3 separate regions of the Sus scrofa genome follow, and all the other regions are linked to region 1. The links are chromatin contacts, called in public HiChIP or PLAC-seq maps. All regions are on one chromosome and are shown on one strand. The core of a region is the stretch at or near the end of the contact, and the rest is flanking DNA. Distances in the headings are between cores, read along the strand shown. Region 1 overlaps MICAL2 (F-actin-methionine sulfoxide oxidase MICAL2). Region 2 has its middle 28 kb from the start of DKK3. Region 3 overlaps LOC102160616 (a long non-coding RNA gene).

The links. HiChIP or PLAC-seq counts read pairs in DNA pulled down with a chosen protein or histone mark.
Region 2: an H3K27ac HiChIP or PLAC-seq map of skeletal muscle shows a contact between it and region 1. The contact joins two enhancer-like sites. A contact is called at or near these places in 20 of 47 Hi-C or Micro-C datasets (alveolar macrophages, blood, embryonic fibroblasts and 10 more) and 2 of 2 datasets of contacts at active chromatin or transcription factors (alveolar macrophages and skeletal muscle).
Region 3: an H3K27ac HiChIP or PLAC-seq map of skeletal muscle shows a contact between it and region 1. The contact joins two enhancer-like sites. A contact is called at or near these places in 2 of 2 datasets of contacts at active chromatin or transcription factors (alveolar macrophages and skeletal muscle).

What each region holds. Positions count from the first base shown.
Region 1 is chr2:47,158,634-47,162,498 of Sscrofa11.1, reverse strand. It overlaps MICAL2 (F-actin-methionine sulfoxide oxidase MICAL2), which reads left to right. Exons shown (of 38, transcript XM_021083313.1): 17 at 1,847-1,915. Among named protein-coding and RNA genes, the nearest start is that of PARVA, 130 kb to the right of the region's middle. Within about 2 kb of position 2,043, at least 6 of the 83 cell types and tissues checked have an H3K27ac peak or open chromatin away from gene starts, as enhancers often do. A contact at or near this core is called in skeletal muscle, where this site is marked.
Region 2 is chr2:47,356,442-47,360,306 of Sscrofa11.1, reverse strand. No RefSeq gene overlaps it. Among named protein-coding and RNA genes, the nearest start is that of DKK3, 28 kb to the left of the region's middle. Within about 2 kb of position 1,971, at least 10 of the 83 cell types and tissues checked have an H3K27ac peak or open chromatin away from gene starts, as enhancers often do. A contact at or near this core is called in skeletal muscle, where this site is marked.
Region 3 is chr2:47,333,588-47,337,452 of Sscrofa11.1, reverse strand. It overlaps LOC102160616 (a long non-coding RNA gene), which reads right to left. Exons shown (of 4, transcript XR_301761.3): 4 at 756-1,125. Among named protein-coding and RNA genes, the nearest start is that of MICAL2, 33 kb to the right of the region's middle. Within about 2 kb of position 1,847, at least 6 of the 83 cell types and tissues checked have an H3K27ac peak or open chromatin away from gene starts, as enhancers often do. A contact at or near this core is called in skeletal muscle, where this site is marked.

The DNA.
Region 1 (3,865 bases), core at 794-3,293:
TGTGGGCCCTAAAAAAAAAAAAGAGCAGAAAAAAGTTTTTCAAAGTGCTGGTAAATAGGAGCAGGGCAGGAGTGATGGGGAGGGGAAGCAGGTGCTGGCCGTTGGCAGCAAGGGAGTACATAGGAGACTGTGTGCTGGGGGCTCTGATCATGACTGTTTTTGTAGAACAATCAGGAGGTAAACGTCCCTCTGTGATTGGACACGGTGAGGATGTATGGGCTGATTGGGCTGCATGGCTGAGGGGTGGGGGTGGCCAGCAGCCCTTTCAACTCGCATCCAGTGTGGGGCAAAGCCTGGACCCACTATGGAGGCCTCCTGTGGATGCTGGAGACTCCCACAGGGAAGGATGCATAATCAGCTGGGATGGCTCCATGGTCCCTGCCGGGTGGAGGATGGGGGCTAGCCACTTGGAGAAGGTCCCAGCTGGAGACTCCTGGTAGAGACGTGTAACTCCAGTGTCAAGGAGTTCCCGTTGTGGCACAGCGGAAATGAATCCAACTAGGAACCATGAGATTTTGGGTTTCATTGCTGCTCTTGCTCAGTGGGTCAAGGATCCGGCATTGCGGTGAGCTGTGGTGTAGGTCGCAGATGCAGCTTGGATCCTGAGTTGCTGTGGCTGTGGTGTAGCTGTGGCTGTGGTGTAGCTCTAGCTGTGGTTCAACCCCTAGCCTGGGAACCTCCATATGCCGCAGGTGCAGCCCTACAAAAAAAACCAAAAAAAAAAAAAGGGACTGGCTGCCCCAGCAGGGTGCAGAGGAGGCATTAGATCCAGCCCCCAACCCCATCCCAGCCCATAGCATCAGCTCAGCCTGTGCAGTTCCACTTCTTCCCTTGAGGAGACAAGCTAGACCACAGGTGTACCCTTGGGTGGCCCTTTCCGACACAGTGGGCTTGAGTAGAGTGGGCTTCTCTGGATTTACAAATGCCCAGATTTGGGAAGCAGAAAGTAAACTGCAAGGGAGTTCCCACTTTGGCTAAGCAGGTTAAGAACCCAACATAGTGTCCATGAGGATGCAGGTTCTACCGTCGCCCCTGCTCAGTGGGTTAAGAATCTGGTGTTGCCGTGAGCTGCAGTGTAGGTCACATATGTGGCTTGAGTCCAGTGTTGCTGTGGCTGTGGTGTAGGCAGGCAGCTGCAGCTTCAATTTAACCCCTAGCCTGGAAACTTCCATATGCCACAGGTTTGGCCCTAAAAAGAAAAAGAAAGGAAGGAAAGAAGGGAGAGAGGGAGGACTGCAAGGGGTTATCTTTAGGACAACTATGCGATTTGTTGTCTAAACCTGGATTCTTTGAGAATGAAAGGGGGTGCTACTCTTAATTATACCTGGGGTTGTGGGGGGGGGGCAGCAATAAATCCACCTATCCTGAGCAAACTGGGCTGTATGGTCACCATAGTTTTCAGTTGCTTCTTTGAAATAAACACAATCTGGTTTACCAGTAGCTGCGATGGTGGCCAAGGGGCAGGCGTAATTTGCCGTCAAATCACTGGACAGCTGATCTGTGTCCTGAGAAGCCCTGCCTGCGAGGGCAGCCAGGGTCGCCCCTCGTAGGAGGTGGTCTGCATCCAGCAGCATCATCAGGCTGGGCTTTGACCACTCTGAGCCTAAGGTCATCGATGAGGAGACAACCCCTGCCCTTGTCACAGGGATTCTCTGTGCCTGGTGTGTGATCCCCCCCGCCACACACACTTACGACAGAACCCCTGGCTCCCCTCCAAAGGGTCTGAATGGAGCTGAGAGCATTTGTCATGGCGCAGGGTAATGTCTGCCCATCAGTTTCCTGGGCGGGCAGCTGCTGCGGGCAGGACTATGTCCCCGACCTCACCATGCTTTTTTGGCCATTGTAGGTGGACAGTCGAATGGAAGAGAATGACATGAACAAGCGGAGGCGGAAAGGCTTCAACAACCTTGACGAGGTTCGTGTGCTCAGTATCAGTTTACACAAAGCCCCGGTTCCTGACAGCCAGTGGCCACAGCCCGCCCGCCTGACCACAGTGGTCACCCTGCCCTTCCTTCTTTCCTCTCGCATGAACCACTGGGCTCCAAGCTTGGCTTGATGGGAACATAGGGGGTCTGGTCCTCAGTACTTACTAGCTCTATCACCCTCCCAGGATGCGGCGCCTGTAAAAGACAGATGGTGCAATTGAAATTATGACATTTTGCAGGATTTCAAAAGATTAAATAAGACGACTCTATAACATGCCAAAGCGTCATCTCTGGCATCCAAGTTAATCAAGATGTAATCACTATGAATAGTAAATAGTAAAGAGGCACCCAAAGTCCTACTTTTCTCCCAGTTATTTTTTAAAAATTTTTGTGTTATAGTTGATTGACAGTGTTCTGTCAATTTCTGCTATACAGAAAAGTGACCCAGTTATACATTTATATACATTTTCTTTTTCACATTATCCTCCATCATGTTCCATCACAAGTGATTAGATACACAGTCATAGTTTCGACCTTTTGGGTTTTCTGTACCTTGTCTTTAAGGCAAATGTCCCAGTGTCCACAAGTGCCACCTTCTGATGAAAGAAGAAAATTACAGGCTACTTCTTAAAAGCCAAGCATGAATCTTTCTCCTACCGCAGAAAAACAGCATTGGTTCTTGCTTCCCCAGACAGCTCTTTAAAGAGACCTGAGCTGTATACCTCATTCCAAAAGGCTATTGTAATCTCACAAAAGTGAGCATGGATATTGCCTGTGAACTGTAGGATATGAGCTTTAGCTACCCTACTGGCAGGTATCACAATGATGACATAGAGGGCATAGGAATAATTTGTAGGATGACATTCATACTTCATTTGTAGGACTTAGAAAAAATTTTATCTTCTAGGTTTGAAGAGCTATTGCTCTTGGCTCTGGTGCAAGCAAGAAGCCAGTGAATAGGGAGATAGTTGAGAAGAGGAAGCCATGGCTGGTGCACTGGGCTGATGAAACATCCCATTCGCCAGTTATGGGAGGTTGGCTCTGCCTGTGATTTATTCTCGCCTCCTCCCAAGAAGCTTCCCCTGGAAGCTTTTTGGCTTGAGGGCAAAATCTTCTGCCTTTCATCTGTGCCTTCCTTGAGGGGGCGTTTGTGCTGTTTCTGTTGCTGGCAGCACAGAAGTTCAAGTGTGGGAAGAAATCTGGTTGCACCTGCCCTTTCTGAAATGGCTCTGTTTTCTGGGCCACCTGTTTTGCTTAAAATCAGATTTAATCAAGCAATGATTCTCTCTAAATTCTTGCTACTCAGAGTGTGGGCCAAGAACCAGGAACACCAGCATTACCTGGCAGCTGGTTAGAAAGGCAGACTCTCAGGGCCCACCCCAGACCTGAATCTAAATCTGCTTTTGAAGGAGACCTTGAGTGATCCATGTGCACAAATGTCTGAGAAGGGCTGGTCTGCACAACCACTGCCCCGGCCTACTGTGGCCTTGTACAAACAGTGACCAGCCCAGCAAATGTGCCCTGTTCACACTCAAGCCTGTCTTGCTATGCAGGGCTGCAGTTCCCACTTGGAAGTGGGGAGTGACTCTTTGGCTTGTGTTTGTCCAACTCTTCAGAGCAGCTGTGCCTACAGGGTTTCCCATGGGGCTGCTACACTTAGGAAATCTTCAAGAAAAAACACCAATTGACTCTAGGCTGCCTCTTCCCATGAATTTCTTCTAAGTGAACATATCTTTGTTTTGAGAACATCTGTTCCTGTGAGGGAGACTCATTGTCTCCTTGGAGAAGCTAATTGCCCTCTTGACATGACAGTACCGTTTGTACTTCTGAGTCTGACGGGAGCAGATCCATGGTACCAGGGAACAGACAGTCTCTGGACACCAATCATTTTCAAAGTTTTATTTTTAGCAGATGAGCTAAGAGAATCTTACATGGGGAGT
Region 2 (3,865 bases), core at 722-3,221, 200 kb before region 1:
ATCAAATCCAGTTCCTTAGTCACACTCACATTTCAGGTCCTCAGTGGCCATCTGGCTGATGGCTACCCTACTGGATAGTATAGAACTAAACATTTCCATAATTGCAGAAAGTTCTGGACAGCACTGACCTTGTGCTTGTGCTAACCTTTCTAGCCAGGGCGTGCTGTAGAATTTCAGAGAGTTCTCGACACTCTAGCACACCGCCTTCCACTGCCACGGTTATTGCAAGGTAACAGAGAGATGGAGTTGGACAGACCTAGGATTAAATCCTGACGTTGCCACTTGCTTGTTCTGTGAAGAAGTCCCACAGCCTCCCTCGGCCTCTGTTTTCTCATCTAGGAGATGCGGATGCTATTTCCCCACTCCCACAGTTATTGGGAGGATTCAATGAGGGAGGGCACGTGAGTCACCAGATGCAGTGCCCGGCACGTCGTTTTATACCCTGACCCTGACTTGGTTTACTTGCATCAACTCACCTACGGGCCCTTATCACTGGTCTGTACTATGTCCAGACCTGTGTCGGGTTCCAGGGCTTATTCACAAGGAACACAGGGCTTGATACTAGGAGATTGCAATCTAGGTGGGAGGGCGAGATAAGTGCTGTGAAGCAACCTGAAAACAGTTCTTAGGCAATCCATGGGGCAGGGTGTCATCCTGTGATATGGGGCCGGGTGGGGAAGGTGCTGTCGGGGGAGGTTTCTCTGAGAAGGCCTCGTAGGGGGAGGGGTGGCCCTAGAGCTGGGCTGGAAGGCAGCACAGGGCGTGGGCTGGCAGAGAAAGGTGTTGTGGCAGAGGAACAGCAGGAGCAAAGACAGGCTCAGAGGTGGGGTGGGGCGGGCCTGAGCTCACGCAGGTTTTCCCGGAGAAACCCCTGGGAAGGTTTGCTGAGAACATCACTCAGCTCTTGGAAGCCAGGCTGAGGTGCTTAGGAGTTTGATGAAGTTGATGCTTCCCAGGTAGGTGGGACCTTGAGCTGAGAAATGACCTTGAGCTGAGAAATGGCCAGAAGGTGGGGAAGATGGTGCTGGTAGCCCAGGAAGAGGGTCTGGGAGGGAGATCCTGAAGACAGGGGGCGCTGGGCTAGATGTGACCCCAGAGGACGTCTTGGGGCAGCACAAGCTGCCACTTACCCAGAGATGGTAACATGCCATGAGCTCAGATTGCTGTGTCCAAACGTGGCAAGCAGAGGCGACACGTGGTTGCCGTGTACAAGAAGGTGGCATCTAATAGGGAGTGGGGGGGGTTTGGATATGAAGAGGAAACCGGGTGGAAGAAATGCATATACAGCCTATCAGAATTGGAGCCCCAGCTCCTCACTCAGGTGGGAAAAAAAAAAAAATGATGAGGGCTCAGGCAGCTTAAGGAAAGAGGAACGTGTTTACAGAGAGGACTGGATATCTGAGGATCAGGGCTGGGCACAAAGTCATTAGGCAGCAATGCACACGCACACATACACACATGCATGCGTGTGCATGTGCACATGCCTGTATAGACACACCTACACAGACACAAGTACACATGGGTAAACCCCCCCCCCAGTTTACGTAAGCATGCTAGTCATACCCAAAGACCCTTAAGGAAACATGCATCTGGGTATCTGTGCAAATGCACGTGTGTGCACACATACAGACATGCATATGTCCTCTTCCAATCCAGCCTATCCTTCCAGGGCTGGAGCTGGGGCTGGTGTTGGATTTACAGCAACCACAGCCAGGAAGCATCTGTCCTCCTGGGCACTCAGTGTATTTCTGATGGAGGTTTCTCCAGGCTCTGCTTGTAAACACTATTTATTTTGGAAAGCCATTTCTCTGTTTGCAAATAAAAAGTTAGGACATGCGGTATTGGATTTCCCTGATCCAACACTGACCTAGAAAATGTGCTGGCAGGAACAGAAAATGTGATGCCCCACTGTACTGGCAGGCACAAGTGCATTTCACTCTTCTTGGCTCTGACTACAAAGGTTAAGATGCAAGAGAAGGGGCCAGGGCCACCTCCCTGCCTGAGCAGCACTCTCACTGCAGAGCTGGGGGGAGCTGAGACAGTGCTTGGGGGTGTCCAGCAGGCCTCTGTGCTCGTGGCCTTGGAGAACAGGCTGGCAGGGGAATCAGAGCAGCTGGGGAGGGGGCTCTGGAGCAGCTGCCCATCACAGGGGCTGGTGACAGGGTCCAGCATGGAGAGAGCAAGCCACTCCAGCACATGCAAAACATAGATAGGGATGGAGGTTCCTCAGAAAACTAAAAATGGAGCAGCCATATAATGCAGAAATCCCACTCCTGGGCATATACCCAGACGGAACTATAATTTGAAAAGATACATGCTCCCCTATGTTCATAGCAGCACTATTTATAAGAGCCAAGGCATGGAAACAACTTAAATGTCCGCTGACAGATGAATGGTACAGAAGATGTGATAGGTATATACAATGGAATACTACTAAGCCATAAAAAAGATTGAAATAAGGTCATTTGCAGCAACATGGATGCAGCTAGATTATCATACTAAGGGAAGTCAGAAAGAGAAAGACAAATACTATAGAATATCACATATATGTGAAATCTAAAATACGACACCAGTTGGCATATTTACAACACAGAAACAGACTCACAGTTATAGAGAACACCTTGTAGTTGCCAAGTGGGGAAGGGGTAGAGGACTGGGAGTCTGGGATTCGTAGAGGCAAACTACTATATATAAGACAGATGGAGTTCCCGTCGTGGTGCAGTGGAAGTGAATTCAACTAGGAACTGTGAGGTTGTGGGTTCGATCCCTGGCTAACGTCAGTGGGTTAAGGATCCGGCATTGCCATGAGCTGTGGTGGAGGTTGCAGATGCGACTTGGATCCTGTGTTGCTATGGCTGTGATATAGGCCAGCAGCTGTAGCTCCAATTCAGCCCCTAGCCTGGGAACATCCATATGCCACAGGAGTGGCCCTAAAAAGACCCAAAAAAAAAAAAAAAAAAAAAAAAGATGGATAAACTACAAGGTCCTACTGTATAGCACAGGGAACTATATTCGATATTCGATGTCCTGTGATAAACCACAGTGGAAAAGAATATAAAAAAGAATGTACATATATGGATAACTGAGTCACTTTGCTGTACAGCAGGAATTAACCCAACATTATAAATCAACTCTATGTCAATAAATACTAAAAATGGATGGGGCCCAGCTAAAGGGATCCCCAGAATTGCCATCAAGGAACCCCAGGCACTGCAACTTCAGCTCTGGGTGTGGATTGAGGCAGGCTCCTGTTGTTGGGGAAGCTTAGGTTTCCAGGAGGCAGAGCAGTCAGGCCCAGCTGCAGGTTGGCGACAGGCTCATGGGGGCCTGGGACCTATTCACATAGAGTAGAAGCAGAACCAGAGGGGAGGGTCCAAGCAGGAGCCCTGCCTCATGCCGGGAACAGGAAAATCCAGGGTCTCTTGGGGGACCTGGTCCTGGTCTGAGCAGCACTGAAGGAGACCCAAGAAGCCATATGCACCCCATTGTCTCAACCGAGACACAGAATCCTTCCAAATCCCTCAGCTGAGCAGGTGACTTATTTCTGGACCTAAGACTGGGGTTCATATTCTGTCCACACTTCCTCAAGGATGTCAGAAAGGTAATAGGCCTAGCGACAAAATAAGTGCTTAACCAATTTGAGATCAAATCTCGGCTTCACCTGTCACTAGCTGGGTAGCCTGGTGCAGCTACTCATCTGTGCCTTAGTATCTTCACCTGCAGAATGAGATAATAATAAAAGGTGCCTCACAGAATTGTTGGGGATTAAATGACTTCATATCCATAGATCACTTTTGGACATTGCCTGGTGCTTTGTAAGCGCAACTCCTGTGTACTATGATGTTAAATCTTATTCATAACAATG
Region 3 (3,865 bases), core at 598-3,097, 180 kb before region 1:
AGTCTGACCTCATGCTCCTCTTGCTATCTAGCTGTGTCACCTTAGGTGCTTCACAACCATGGCTGCATAACAAACCACCTCAAGAGTTGGTGGTGTAAAATAACCATTGTCTCGTACTCACACAGTCTGTGTGTTAGGGCACAGTGGGGACAGCTTTTCTCTGATCTCTGATTCCTGGGCCTCCAGGGGGAAGATTCCAAGCCTGGGGATGACTCAATAGCTGGGGGCTGGAATCTTCTGGAGTTTGACACCAGCTGGCTGTCAGCTGGAGTTGTCAGCTGGAATACCCGTGAGAGGCCTCTCTGTATGTCCCAGGAATCCTTATAGCATGGCAACCTTACTTGGAAGCTCAGGGCTTACCATGGTTGTTTTACGCCACTAATTCTTGTGATTTCATTGGAAACTAATAAAATGTAACAGAAGGGCCATTGCTTGACTTCTGAGGCTAAATCATAAAAGAAGCTACAGGAGAGTTCCCGTTGTGGCTCAGCAGACATGAACCCAACTAGTATCCATGAGGATGCTGACCTCGTTCAGTGAGTTCAGGATCCAGCATTGCTGGAAGCTTTGGTGTAGGTCACAGACATGGGTTGGATTTGGCATTGCTGTGGCTGTGGTGTAGGCTGGCAGCCGTGGCTCTGATTGGACCCCTAGCCTGGGAACTTCCATATGCTGTATTTGTAGCCCTACAACCCCCCCAACCGCCCCCCCCAAAAAAAACCCAAAACCTTTTTTTTTTTTTTTTTTTTGGTAGGGTCACCTTTGCAAATGATCCAGCATAGTCAGTTGGGAAGGGGCAGGAGTCGGGTTGGTTGCATGAGGGAGGTGACAGGGAGACGTGCTGAACACACAGGACAGCCGATTCACATGTGCTGCATGTGGAAGACCCTGGTGTCAGTGAGGAGACTTTACCTCACCTTCTGTCTTCAACCACAGGGAAATGTATGAGATCACACAACATAACTGCAGAGGCTGGGCTCGCTCCAGCTTGGCTGAAGGAGAGACTCCACAAGGGCAGCGGTCCTGGATCCCTACTGTCTACGCTCTGCCCTCCTCAGGAAGGGCTTTGCCCTTGAGACTTGCAGTATGATGACGGTAGCAGTTCCCAGAGTCACATCCAAGCACCTACAGAGCAAAAAGCAGAAACCATTCTCAGAATCCAGCCCAGCTCCTTGTAGCTCCTTGGCCAGGATTGGGCCAAGAGGCTAGGATTACCATGGCCAGTCATATTAGGTCCCTGGGGGCTGCCATCACAAAATACCACATGCTACGTGGCTTGAAGCAATAGAAATGTAGTGTCTCACAACTCTGGAGGCTATAAGTCCTAGGTCCATGTGTTGGCAGCACCAGGCTCCCTCTGAAATCTAAAGGAAAATCCTTCTTTCCCTCTTCCTAGTTTCTGGTGGTTTGCTCCAAATCCTTGAGATTCCTTGCCCTGTCGATGTGTCACTCCAATCCTCTGTCTTCACGTGGAATTTTCCCTGTGTTCTCCCACCATCTTGCCTCTGTGCATGCCTGTCTCTGAGGCCAAATTTCTCCTTTTAATAAGGACACCAGTCATATTGCATGAGGCCTGCTTAATGACCTCATTTGAACTTGATGACCTTTGCTAAGACCCTGTTTCCAGATCAGGTCCCATGCTGAGGTAGTGGGGGTAGGTCTACAGCTCATAATGCTGGCTTAGAAGACTAATCCTCTGAAGTGGAATTGATATTGGCAGTGAACCACAATGACCCCTAAAGCCCTCGAATGAGTGAATGAGGGAATGAATGAACATGGTCCGTGGGGGTTCACATGGAGTCAGGTAATAGCTTTGTGGTGAGGCCTATAGGGTAATTTTAGCCTTAGAACTCATCGAGGATATTTGGGCACTGGTGCCCTCTGCTTATGACAGATTGTTGATCACAGTTATGATTTATCTCCGGCTGCATCTTTAGTCAGGAATGCAACCCCTCAAGGAGAACTCACGCTGTTCCTCTGGGAAATTCTGACAAACCACATTATGGCATGGTTTCCAGGAATGCATCATAATGAAAAAGTCCACCCTGCTTATACAGACACTCAGCAAGTACCCAGGAGCACCCACCTCATATACACAAACCAGCATCACCAGGGCAACACTGGCCAGCAGCCGGTTGCCTAGCAACACCGCCTCTCTCACTCCCACCTTCCACTACCCCTGTCCTGTGTGAGGGCCTTCTGGGGTTCTCTCCCCATCAAGGCAGTTCTCTGTGGGCAGGATGATTGGACTTCACTGCAGGAAGAAGAGGGGACTCTGGATACCCTACTCATAACACTTACCCTTGTTGTTTCAGAATATTTTTAGGTCTACCCAACCCCAAACATACCACACACTTCTTAGAAGCCAGACTTAAAATTTTCACCCCCCACTGAAAGTCCTAAATAATACATGATGCCAGATTAGAGGTTGCCAGCCTTGTAGAGGAGGCACCAATTCGCTTACCTTGCTCTTTTGAGCCAGTTGGGGACTGGGTGGAGTTGGGATTTCAGAGTGTTCCTGGGAGGGCCCAGAGTTAAAAATAAAAACTCCCCCTCATAGTCTATTAACTAGAAATTCATCCCAGCAGATCTTTTTTTAAAAATGCATCTATCTCCACAGAGAACTGGTAGTCGGTTCCTTTTATCGTAACTGATTTTCCCATTAAGAAGAACTGATATTTTTTCTTTTTAAAAAATTTATTATAGTTGACTTACAACATTCTGACAACTTCTGCTGTACAGCAAAGTGACCCAGTCATATACATTCTTTTTCTCATATTGTCTTCTACCATGTTCTATCACAGGTGATTGGATGTAGTTCCCTGTACTATACAGCAGGACCTCATTGCTTATCCATTCTAAATGTAATAATTTACATCTACTAATCCCAAACTCCCAGTCCATCCCACCCTTTCTCCCTCCCCCTTGGTAACCACAAGCCTGTTCTCTATGTCTGTGAGTCTGTTTCTGTTTTGCGGATAGGTTCATTCGTGCCATATTTTAGATTCCACATGTAAGTGATTCCATATGGTATTTGTCTTTCTCTTTCTGACTTAATTCACTTAGTATGAGAATCGCTAGTTGCGTCCACATTGCTGTAAGTGGCATTATTTTATTCTTTTTTATGGCTGAGTAGTATTCTATTGTGTATACATACCCCATCTTCTTAATCCGTTCATCTGTTGATGGACATTTAGGTTGTTTCCATGTCTTGGCTATTGTGCATAGTGCTGCAGTGAACATGGGGGTGCATGTATCTTTTTGAATGAAGAAGGACTGATTTTTGACCCGTGGAAACAGGAGATTGGTAGAGTTAGAGAACTGAATTTGCACTCAGGACATGAGGACCAGGTCAGACTCTTGTGAAAGTAGGTATTCAGGGGTTTCTAAGTGAAAGAGAAATAAGGTACAGAACAGAAGAAGGATGCCAAAAGCTGTCCCAGCCAACCAGAGCTGGGACACGGGGGTCATCTGTCCTTTTGACCAGTCTGCTTTTGCTGCTGGAAAAGAGTGATTTTTCTCCAGTAGCAGCACCTGCCCTTGAACTTGAACCCTCTAATAGGGTAATGGTGTCACAATCCACCGAGGTACCCAGGCTACTCTAAACGCCTCCCTTGTCCTGAGTCTCTGTCGGCAGGTCATTACTCTTCCACTTCCTCGCCATCTCCATGCCCCCTATTAGTTCAGACCCTTGTACTCTCCTCCTGTCCCCGTCCCTCTGGCTCTGTCATCATCCATCCTGCCCAGGATGGTCTTGTGGAACTGTTCATCTCAACACACCACTCTTGGGCAGGACATCTTCTGTCTGTCCCTGCAAATCCACTCTGTCCTGCTCCTGGCCCTGGGGCCTGACCTGGGTGGACCA